2 separate regions of the Mus musculus genome follow, and region 2 is linked to region 1. Evidence: chromatin contacts called from public HiChIP or PLAC-seq data. All regions are on one chromosome and are shown on one strand. The core of a region is the stretch at or near the end of the contact, and the rest is flanking DNA. Distances in the headings are between cores, read along the strand shown.

Region 1 (6,069 bases), core at 949-3,448:
GAGAGAGAGAGAGGAGAGAGAGAGGAGAGAGAGAGGAGAGAGAGAGAGGAGAGAGAGAGAGTAGAGAGAGAGAGGAGAGAGAGAGAGGAGAGAGAGAGGAGAGAGAGAGGAGAGAGAGAGGAGAGAGAGAGAGGAGAGAGGGGAGAGAGAGAGAGAGAGAGAGAGAGAGAAGAGAGAACAAGATGATGTTGGGTGGGTAGGAAGGGAGTGGCTGAGCGTGGACCTAGTAGTTGTGGAAGAGCACTGAATATGATCAAAATAAATTGTGTGGAATTCTCAAGTAAGTAATAAAATAATATTAAAACAAAACATGGAACAGGACTGGTGACACGGCATAGCAAGGAAAGGCACCTGTCACCAAGCCCAATGATCTGAGTTCCTCTACAGGACTCACACGGTAGGGAGCTAACTCCTGTAAGCTGTGCTGTGGCCACCACAGGCATGCTGCAGCACATGAGCACGCACACACACACACTACTTAGAATAAAAATATTAAAAAATGAACCACACCTCATACCAACAAGCAAACCAAACCAAGGCAACCTGTCTACAAGTTTACTTCAGACAGAATTTCAGTTAGATGGAGGTGATTACAAAAATGCTTGGCATTAAAAATGTCCACATTTCACTGTTATTTGATGGCCTTTTTATGAATTCATTTAGTCTCCATTAAGCCTTTGTTAAGTATCAATAAATCCTTATCTCAGAGGTGGAGAAGACTTGTCCCTTACCGTAAGAATAATTCATTATCTAATAGACCTTTCTAAGGCATCTATTTGGCTAGGCGTGGTGGCCCTCACCTTTGATCCCAGCACCTGGGAAGCAGAAGCAGGCGGATCTCAATGAGTTTGAGGCCAGCCTGGTCTACAAAGCAAATCCAAGACAGGCAGGGTTACACAGAGAAGTGCTGTCACCCTGTCTCAAAAAACAAAATAAACAAAAAAGACTTCTGTATTCTTGTTAATACAATAAATGTGGCTTACAATTCCCAGAGAGAATCAGGTCCTCAGAGTTTTGGGATTGCTGAAATAAAGTTGTGTGCCTTTTTCTCTCTCTCTTTCTTTCTTTCTTTCTTTCTTTCTTTCTTTCTTTCTTTCTTTCTTTCTCTCTCTCTCTCTCCTTTCTCTCTCTCTCTTTCTTTCTTTCTCTCTCTCTCTCCTTTCTCTCTCTCTCTTTCTTTCTTTCTCTCTCTCTCTCCTTTCTCTCTCTCTCTTTCTTTCTTTCTTTCTTTCTTTCTTTCTTTCTTTTTTTAAATTTGTTTTTGGAGACAGGGTTTCTCTGAGTGTAGCCCTGGCTGTCCTGGGACTTGCTCTGCAGACCAGACTGGCTGGAACTCAGCGATCCACCTGTTCCTGCCTCTTGAATACTGAGATTAAAGGTGTATGCCACCACTGCCCTGCTCGAATTGCTTTATAAAATAACCTTTTATTTAACATTTTGGAAAATAAATGAGGTCTTTTATTGGGGGCAAGACATATGAGAGTTAGGTTGTACAATTCAGCTTGCCTGGCAGTCTTGAGGGGAAGGCCTTTGTGTAGGAACAGGTACTAGATATTATTTATAGAAGTATTCTGACATTTAGTAAGAATTTGTACAAAGAATTGCATTTAGATAATTTTTATGAATGTAAACAATTTATCTTGTTTTTTATTTTGTTTTTATTTTTTTTTGTTATATATTTATTTATTTTGGAGACAGTGTCTCCTTAGGTAGCCCAGGCTGTACAGAATTCAGTATGGAGCCTAGATCCAACTCATGGCTGGTTCCTGCTTCAGCCTTCCTAGTGCTGGTATTATAGGTGTGAGCCACTACACTTAGCATTATTCTAATCTTCATATATGTGAATCAAATTATGTTCTGATTACACAACTATGAAGACATCTACAGTACAGACTGTCCAATTTTCTAAAAGAGACTACTAGTTTGTGTTATTGACTTCATACCAGCATAAATCTTTGAAATCATGTGGATGTTTCCAAACGAAACAAGAATTTATCTTTTTGATATGATATGGTTCCTTGTAAAATGTAATTAGGCAAGAGGTGTGTAATTTAAAAGCATCCGTTCTCCCATCCCAAGATACTGAACTGATTCACCTAAGGTTAGGTTGGAACTGTAGCGGCTGGAACGGAGAACTCGCTCCCGGAACGTTTGTTTTGCAGCGCCTGGCTTCCAGCCGGTGCTCTTTCGCGAAGGACCATTCCGGCCAAGTGCCTGTTGGTAGCAGCTTAGTTGACATCTGGTCTGGGGGTTCTTGTAGGTGGCAGTGGCTGAAATCCGTGTGGAGGAAAAAAAAAAATCCAAAGCCGAAGAGACGCCATGGACGACCAGGGCTGCCCCAGGTGTAAGACCACCAAGTACCGGAACCCTTCTTTGAAGCTGATGGTGAACGTGTGCGGACACACTCTGTGAGTCTGGCGACCGTGGATTCCTGGGGTGGGAGGACAGCCCTGGGAGATGCCAGGAGGCCGCTGGGGGGTAATAAAGGGTGTGGTTCGTCTAAACAGTGGGGGAGGGGGATGCAAAAAGGGAGCGTCGATCCTTTAAAAGGTTCGTAGCCGCTCGCCCCTATCTTTTCTGGCCTACTTTGAAACTGGAGTTTTGATTGTGGCAAGCAGAAGTTTGGCAGGTTGACCCTCATCCACCTTTCCAGCCAGTGAAAATCTCGAATTTTTCCAGCTATGTGTTGTTAGCTAGACTCCAGACAGATGTCTGGCTGAAAGCGTGAGGGATTAGAATCTTTAATTTCTTAATAAATGTTTTTTTTTTTTAATTGAAAAGAGAACTGAAAACTTACTTTGGGTGTATACTGTTGCTGTTGATCGAGTGAACTAGTTGGAAAGCCTTCTGTGTATGTATACGTGTCCTGATGAGTTATGTTAGACTTAAATCATGTAAAGGAAGAAAATACAGACTTAAGGCAGTTACTTTGTAGCTAGATAATGGTTGGCTTTTATTGCGTGCTCATTTTGTTCCAGGCACTGTAGAGTCTTACCGTGAGCCATCTCTTGATAAGTTTATGCAGGTATAGTTTCTTCCTCACCGGAAATGATCCTGAGATTTCTCAGGATTGTGGGTCGTAGGAGTATGGATCCCAGGAAGTGGCTCTGGGAAGTAAGTGTATTTTGGTTGCTCAGTGGTGAAAGGATGGCGAGTGATTTTTTTGTATAAATGTTTTGAAGAATAAATGCAGAGTTTTGGTTAAAGTGTTTGTCAGTTTTTTATGGAGAAGTGGTTTAAGTAAAAGATAGTCTGAGACTAAAGGTACTATAAAGTTGTGAGCACAATATTCCTATAGGCTCAGTCTTCCTCCGGAAGGAAAAGGTAAAGTACAATGTGGTAGACAAGGTCTTCAGGCAGAAATTTGCACAATGAGCTATATATATAATTGTCATAATGTGATTATTAATTTCCTTAATTGGTCTTTCTTTTTTTTTTTTTTCCACGACAGGGTCTCTTTTCCTAATTAACTTTTATTTTGCTTTAGACAGCGTAACTGTGTCTGGATGGTTTAAGATTAAAAATCCAGAAAAGGCAGTCAACTGGAATGCATGAACTGTGGCAATGAGGGAATACTGCTGGTATATAATTAGGTGCTTGTTAAGACTGGGCATCAAGTGTTAGTCCAGCCTGACTTTAAAACTTTAGATTCTTCTCTGACTAAAAGTGTTAGAATTTCAGGTATGCACTACCATGACTAGCAGACTGTTAGATTTTTAGAAAAGTTTTGCAAAATTTCTGTGTCACTTATTTTAGCTCTGAAAAAATATTGAGATCATGTTCGTCCTTCATCCCCACTCTATCCTCCTTTAATTCCCTTCGAACTTCATCCCAAATTCTCCACCAGCTGCACCACTGAGACACATTCTCCCCCACTCACCACTGGGTACCCTCTGTGTTTGTGATGGAATGTTGAAGGGCAGATGGCTGTTGCTGTGGTGTGCACTCGAGGGCTGTTCCATGGCACTCCCTCTCATCTCTGGCTTTAACATTCTTTTTGCCGGCCCCAAAGCCTCTCAACCCCCATGTGTGGTGTGTGTGTGTGTGTGTGTCTATGATGTAGCTGTTCATCTATGATGTAGCTGTTCCATTTCTTTTCTTTTGTACTGGATTATTGTAGTGATGGAGTTTTCCTGCCTAAGAGTCTGGATTTTTTGCTTACTGAATAGTCTCTTTGGCTTTGTCTACTGTGTTTCTCTGTCCTCTGTGTTAAATCAAAATGATTAGGTGTATTGAGTTTTATCATATTTATATTTCACTGATGTATTTGTTGGTGAGAATAATTAGTAAGTGGTGTTTATTTATTTTGAGTAATATATAGAGATGTACACATTAGGAAACAGCACCTTGATTGGGCAGAACAGAAGGCACTCATCCTTGGGGGTTGCTCGAAAACGTGTGGGTATCCTCCGTGAGTTCTCTGGTCAGGGAGGAGGCTTCATTGAGAATTTCAGCCGCACAAACTTTCCCACACTTGCTCTCATCGTGCTGGGGTTACTGGCACTTGAGGCCATGTGCAGCTTTTTGTGTGGGTACAAGTATCTGAGCTCAGGACCTTCTGTTTGCACAGCAAGTGTTCTCACCCACTGAGCTGGCTCTCCAGATCTCCTCTCCACACTTTCTTTCCTTTTTCTTTTTTTGAGACAGAATTTTGCTTTGTAACTCAAGTTGGCCTTGAACTAGCTAGTAGCCTAGGCTGTCTGGGAGGGAACTTTGGTATCAGAGTTTCTTTCATAGGGTTTTGTCTTTATTGACACCTTCTAGTACTTCTTTTCTAGGAAGTTTTATTGTCAAATTTGTGCCCTAACATCCAAACGGATAACAGGAAATTGTATGTTAAACCTTAAGGATTATTTGTTAAGATGAAAATTTTATCTGTAAGAGCCAGAAATGATAGCATATTAATTGCCTAGCTCTTTATAAGTATAAACAGAAATAGAATTAGTTTTCTTATAACTTTTTGAAAAGGAAGCATGAAGTATATCTCACAAATATTATGATAGCCCTCTTGACTCTCAATTCTAGATTGGCCATTTAAGGTGTAAACTTAGTGAAAATTTGTCATACATTGTGAGGGATTACTTGAGGGAGAGTTCAAGTAAATTTAAGAGTTAATTTACTCTCATGTATGAAAAGATATTGCCAGTATCCTAAGTGAAACACTAATTTTTTGGGGCCTGCAATATGGTTAGCTTGAGTTTAATCCCTGGGACCTTTTTAGTGGGAGGAGAAAACCCAGCTCCTGCAAGTTGTCCTCTGATCTCAGAGACACACTCTTTCTCCAAGTAAGTACACATACGTAATAAAAATGGTTTTAGGAGTCAGTCTGTCAATTTGCTTCCTAACTTACTTAGCAAATAGAACCTAAGATGGTATATGGAGTGAGAATAATGAGAATTAAGCTTGGATATAGTAACAGTTTGGCTCAAGTTTTAAATGTGCTAAGTCTACTTTCAAAGACAAAAAAGCAAGGCTCAACAGTCATTTATTAGTTATTGATCTTTAGTAATTGATATTTTTGCAATTTTTCTTGTATACTCTATAAAATTTCCAAGTCTTGATTCCCAGACTTGACTCTTGATACTAAAGAATCATCTGGGATGTCTATTTATTTACAAATCTCAGGGCCCTGTTAATAATCTGATTTGGGTTGGGGTAAGACTTTATCATCTCTCTCTCTATATGTTATCCTTATAAATACTATATATTACTTATCCAAGGAAAGCTTGTGCTCAGTTTTGAAACATTCCTGGGGTAGTCATATAACAAAGAGTGTGGCAGACATGGGATCTGCCCTCCTCCACTTGTATTTAGCTCTTTTGCATGACTCAAAGGAAATTAGTTTGTAATTTTTCAAGGAAGAAAAGGAGAATCTAGTTATAAAATTTGTAATTGAGGTATGAAAGTGGTTTTATGTTATTCTTTTAAATAATCTACTTATTAAAAAGAACTATTTGTTTTTTAAAAAAAACTAAGAACTCCCCACCCCTACCCCCAGAAACTTGCCAGGTGTGATGCACGCTTTTAACCTTAGCACTTGGGAGGCAGAAGCAGAGGGCAGAGGGCAGA
Region 2 (5,471 bases), core at 164-2,663, 440 kb after region 1:
CTTTACTCTTTTTTTTTGTAGCCCTCCTAGAACAATATACTTTAAAATCAGTTCTCATTTGGGGCTCTCAATTCGTTTAGAGTCTGATTCAAGCTGTGTTAGAAGGATTAGATGAAAGTTCTGAGCAAGCCACCGAGCTGGGTGGCAAAGTTTAGAGTTCCGTTCTTGGGGAAGCAAGGCAAGCTGCCCCTCAGGGCCGGCCTGGGCAGACTGTGCAGCTTTCCCACCTTTTCTCGAGGTTGCTGTGGCTCCTCTCACTTGTGTCCCAGGTTAAGTGGCCTGTTTGAGCAATGGAAAATCTCTTTTGACCCCAGGATTGAGCTGTGGAAGGGCCAAGTCGCAGGCTGCCGCCTCAGAGTCAGCAGAGATAAGCTTCATTAAATCGCGCAGTCACCCCTCCCTCCCCACGTCTCAAGGGGCTGCAAGGACCATGGCAGCAATAATTACCGTCTGTATAGAAGACGGGCCACATTTTAATCTTACAAAAAAAAAAAAAAAAACAAAAAAACAAAAAAACAAGATAAGGCTTCTATTGAACTCTTTAACTTAATTATACCTTTAAAAATGAAATGAACATTCTGTTTTATCCAAGGTATTTAGAATGATTTTTTTGATTTAAAAAAATGTACAAATGTTTGGAAATCCTTGTTTGGAAATACTTCAACCTAAAATGCTCCACAGAGACACTCTGGGTGGAGGTAATCTGCCGCCCAGTTTGGCAGTGAGTTTGGAAGAGATAAAATTATTATTTACAAAAACAGTTAACTGAACAACTTTGAAATGTGTTAGATTTTACTTGTATCAGTTTTATTTTTTCTTCCTCTTTCTTTTTATGACTTGTGACCATTAGATGGCGCTATGCATTTCTAAATATGAAAAGTGCTGGAAATTCTAGTCCGTCCAGGAGTCACGGTCGTTATTCTATTCATATATAGTTAAAATATTCATGCTATTATTTCAATGAATATATAAACAACTTAATATAAAATTTCCAGTATTGCATGGCATATTGAACGGAAATCCAGATCAAATTCACAGTCTCAAATGAGGTTCCCTTGTGTGGAAAAATCTCCCTTGCAGCGCCTCTCCAAGCCTCACGGGACATTGTCACTTTCCCTCCCCTACTGAGCCTCGTACTTACACATTTTTACAGAGGCTTATAGTTTGTGATAATTTAACCAAATCTTGCCCTCCTGAGGTTTATCGCCATTCAAAGCATCTACATGCAAAGAGGGTCCAAATTCGTTTATCAACGATCTGAGGCGAAGGAAACGAGAACTGGTTGGTTTTAGCCGCAGAGGTCTTTTTGTTACCCTCACCAGTATTCAGTTAATGGAAGCTGCTGTACTGAGGCTTCCCTTAGACTTCATCCCCTAGGTACAGCGGCCAGATGATGCCGGCAGTCTTCCTGTCCGTCTCCTCTCCAGCCTTCACTCCAGAGCTCTGCACCGAGGAAAGACCTCTCCTTCCACAGCTCTCTCAGCAGCCTCCCCTGCAGCCTGGATGGCATAACCGCTTCGGTGTTGATGTTTCCCACTGTATCTTCAGTTGGAGTGTTGGCGTCTTCCACTTGAAAGTCCCTGGGTATTTTGAAAGTTAAATCATCTGAAATGAGTCTCTCTGCGCCTAAGGCCGGCTCACGCTCCCCTCTCTTGGGGAGTGAGAGCCCGTGTTTAACACGCAGCCGCCTTAGGTAAGAGCTGAGAGGTAAGGAGGACCTTCTGTTCCCACCACAGTATACACAATGCCAGGTCTGCCACCCCACTGCCCATCTGCTCTCCAGTGCCCCAGTTGTTGGCATTCGCTCTGTGCTATCGGGCCACGGATTAGGTCACTCGGATAATGATTGGTCAAACATCTGCTAGATTTTGGTCTCACGACCCCACTACAACTATAGCCAGTGTGATCCTGGTATAATGTATGTATAATGTGTGTCTTGTGTCTGGCACCTGATGAGAATTCCCGATGGCCTCTTACCTTCCTGAAGACAGATCTAACCTCCTTACCCATAAGACCCTGGGCCAGCCTTCACCTCTGGCCCCGTCTCTTCTGCCTCTACAATCTGTTGTAGGATACGCCTTTCAGTGCTCTCTGGCAGTTTGCTCTCTCTTCAGCCTCTGCACCTATCTATTGGTTGTCAATTCCTACCTCTCCCATCCTCCATTTCCTATAGGGGAAGGATCCTCACACAGCCGTCTCTACTTAGGGTGGGTTCTCAGAAGCACTTGGGACCCATCTCACACTGGATCGCAACCCTTGTAAGTCTGTTTATTCTTCTGACTAGAATCATATATCTATCCTACCTGTCTCTACCAGTCCAGCCTAGTATTATGTATACAGTTGGTGCTCAATAAATACTTGTTGCATGCCTGAAGACCTACCTAAACTGTCACTAGCCCATAGTCTCCATTCTACTCACTAAATGCATTTTATATTATATTTTGGTTTACATTTGTGGTTCTGAGAACACAGGGTCTTACACGCACTAGTCAAGTGTCCTACCACTGAGCTACACTCCCAGTTCCTTACTCACTCCTTATAAGCCAGGTTAGTTGTCTTGGCTGATGCAGAGATGACCCCACATCTGTGGCAGCTGTGGCACTTTCTATGGACCCAATGAGAACATGAAACTTCTGTGGACAACCTGTGAGCCCTTCCCTTGGGCTGTGCACTGCCTCTGGGAGGGGACTGCGTCCTCCCTCAGCTGCACCCCGCTGCTGTTCACAGAACAATTTTCCCATTTCTAAGAATCATGCAGCAAATTGAGGTTAAGGCAAGTTTTCACTTGATTCGAAGGTTTAAGTCTTGTTTTGGTGTTCTGGCCCAAATCTTTCATTTCAGTACTTAAAAAAAACTTATTTAAAATTGAAGGGTTTGAAAACTTCAAACATTTATTCAGAGAAAAAACCAACTACCCTATCACTGGAGAGTGTCAAGGCCTGTCTTTGGAGGCATTTGCTCGACTTTCAGGTAGGCACACAGGCCTCCTTAAAAAACTCCAAGTGCTTGAATCCATTCTTCTATAACAAGCATAAAAACTTCAGCGTGCAAGGACATGCTTTATAAAGCAATTTGTATACATCAACTCATTCTACAAGAGAGCCCCTTGGAGCTGGTGCTATCAACTGACACTCCCAGTGTAGAGACAAGAAAATCAAGATACAAAGACATTTTCCTTCCTTCCTTCCTTCCTTCCTTCCTTCCTTCCTTCCTTCCTTCCTTCCTTCCTTCCTCCCTCCCTCCCTCCCTCCCTCCCTCCTTTCTTCCTTTCTTTCTTCCTTCCTTCCTTTCTTTCTTTCTTTCTTTCTTTCTTTCTTTCTTTCTTTCTTTCTTTCTTTCCTTCAGGTTTATTTATTTATTATATGTAAGTACACTGTAGTTGTCTTCAGACACACCCTGTTGTTGTCTTCAACAACAACAAGAAGAGGGCATCCGATCTCATTACAGATGGTTGTGAGCCACCATGTGGTTGTTGAGATTTGAACTCAGAACCTTCAGAAGAGCAGTCAGTGCTCTTAACTGCTGAGCCATCTTTCCAGCCCCACAAAGACATTTCTTAACTTATCCAGCAATGAGGGGAGCTCGACTTGGGCCAGGCAGTCAGCCACTAAATCCTGTGTCCCATCTGCAGCACAGAGAGCATGAGAGCACCACGCTCTTCCTTGTTCTGATGGAGAGAAGCTATGGTCTCATTTATAAAACCCTGTAGACATGTTTCAGTAGATCACTTGCTATCTGTGATGAAAGGGAAGTCTACACGCACTAACCACCTTCTTCCCAGTCTCCTACTCCACTGCAGCATCTTTGCCTGGAGCCCTAAAGTCAACGTGCAGTCATTGCCTTTTCTCATCCTCACAGCAGTTTTCTTCTTTCTTTCTTTCTTTCCTTCCTTCCTCCTTCCTTTTTTTAAAGGCAAGCAAAGCTTTTTTTCCTCTTTACAAGCTGAAAGCCACCTTCATTTCTATACTTGCTCACGTATCACTGGCTGCAAGGTATGTGGCATATGTGTGTGTGTATGTGTGCACATGTGTATGTATGTATGTATGTGTAGGCATGTACTTATGTATGCATATATTGTATATGTATATGTGTGTATGTATACATGAGCATGCATGTACATACGTGTACATGTATGTATGAGTGTACACATATATTCATTGTCTTAGAGTTTCTATTACTGTGAAGAGACACCATGACCACAGTAGCTCTTATAAAGGAAAATATTTAATTAGGACTGGCTTACAGTCTCAGAGGTTTAGTCCGTTATCATCATGGTGGGAAGCATGGTAACATGCAGGCAGACATAGTGCTGGAGTTTTACATTTGGATCAGCAGGCAGCATGAAGAGACAGTGAGCCACTAGGCCTGACTTGAGCTTCTGAAACCTCAAAGCCCTCCTCAGTGGCACCCTTCCTCCAACAAAGCCACGCCTACTCCAGTGAGAACACAGCTCCTGATAGTGTCAGCCCCTATGACTCTATTTGACTATTTCCTTTCAAACTACTACATGCAAGTATGTATGTGCATGTGTGTGTATGTATGTATGTATGTATGTATGTATGTATGTATGTATGTATGTATATGCTAGACAAGAGAACAAAGAGGGCTTACACTCTCTTGGTGTTCCAGGAGAATTATACTGGCTAGTTTTACTGGAGTGTTGGAAATATTACTAATCTTTCAAAGAGCCAAGTTTTTTTTTTAACCTGACTTTTATCTGTCTTCTATTTCATCACTCTCTGCTCTTAATTATGTCCTTTCTTCTTACTTTGGGTTTAATTTGCTCCTTTTTCTACCCTTTAAAAGCATTCTTTTTCTTCAATGTAAGTGTAAATATTTCAATTTCCTTTTAAGCAATATGTTATCTATATCCCAAATTTTGATGTTTTTTTTTTTCAAAATCACTTGTGACTTTTTTTCCTTAGGAGTTATAATCATGTTGGGTAATTTTCAAATATTTAGGAAGTTTTTCAATATTTTATCTTTAAATTATATCCTATTTCAGAGCATGCATTCCCTCATTTTTGTATTTATGTCCCAGCATGTGATTTTGGTAACCATCCCATATTCTCTTGAAAACAGCATTTGTTCCTCAGATGATAAATGAGGTATACTAAACATGCTAATTAAGTTAAAGTAATTATGAAATATTTCAGACTGGGGCTGGAGAGATGGCTAAATGGATAAGAGTGCCGGCTGCTCTTACAGAGGACCCAGACTCAGTGCCCATCACCGACATGGTGGACCACAATCATCTGTAGACCGAGCTCCAAGGGATCTGATGCTCTCTGCTGGCCTCCATGGGCACCAGGCCTGCACATGGTGCACATACAAACATGCAGGCAAACTCTCACACATTACATTAAAACATTAAAAATCATTTGAGCCACTTATATTTATATTCATTTCAGTGTAGCTGTGTAAAGTATAGAGATGTATTAAGATAGCTCAGCTATCATATGGACTTTGGT

The links. HiChIP or PLAC-seq counts read pairs in DNA pulled down with a chosen protein or histone mark.
Region 2: a contact with region 1 is called in an H3K4me3 HiChIP or PLAC-seq map of bone marrow-derived macrophages, with 4 times the contacts expected there. The contact joins the enhancer-like site here to the promoter of Mnat1 in region 1. A contact is called at or near these places in 10 of 39 promoter capture datasets (the 3T3-L1 cell line, the HPC-7 cell line, cranial neural crest and 7 more), 1 of 484 Hi-C or Micro-C datasets (myocytes) and 7 of 115 datasets of contacts at active chromatin or transcription factors (bone marrow-derived macrophages, craniofacial prominence, embryonic hindbrain and 3 more).

What each region holds. Positions count from the first base shown.
Region 1 is chr12:73,121,519-73,127,587 of GRCm38.p6, forward strand. It overlaps Mnat1 (menage a trois 1), which reads left to right and starts at 2,199. Exons shown (of 8, transcript NM_008612.2): 1 at 2,199-2,408. The coding sequence starts at 2,320.
Region 2 is chr12:73,564,023-73,569,493 of GRCm38.p6, forward strand. No RefSeq gene overlaps it. Among named protein-coding and RNA genes, the nearest start is that of Prkch, 18 kb to the right of the region's middle. Within about 2 kb of position 1,414, at least 46 of the 459 cell types and tissues checked have an H3K27ac peak or open chromatin away from gene starts, as enhancers often do. A contact at or near this core is called in bone marrow-derived macrophages, where this site is marked.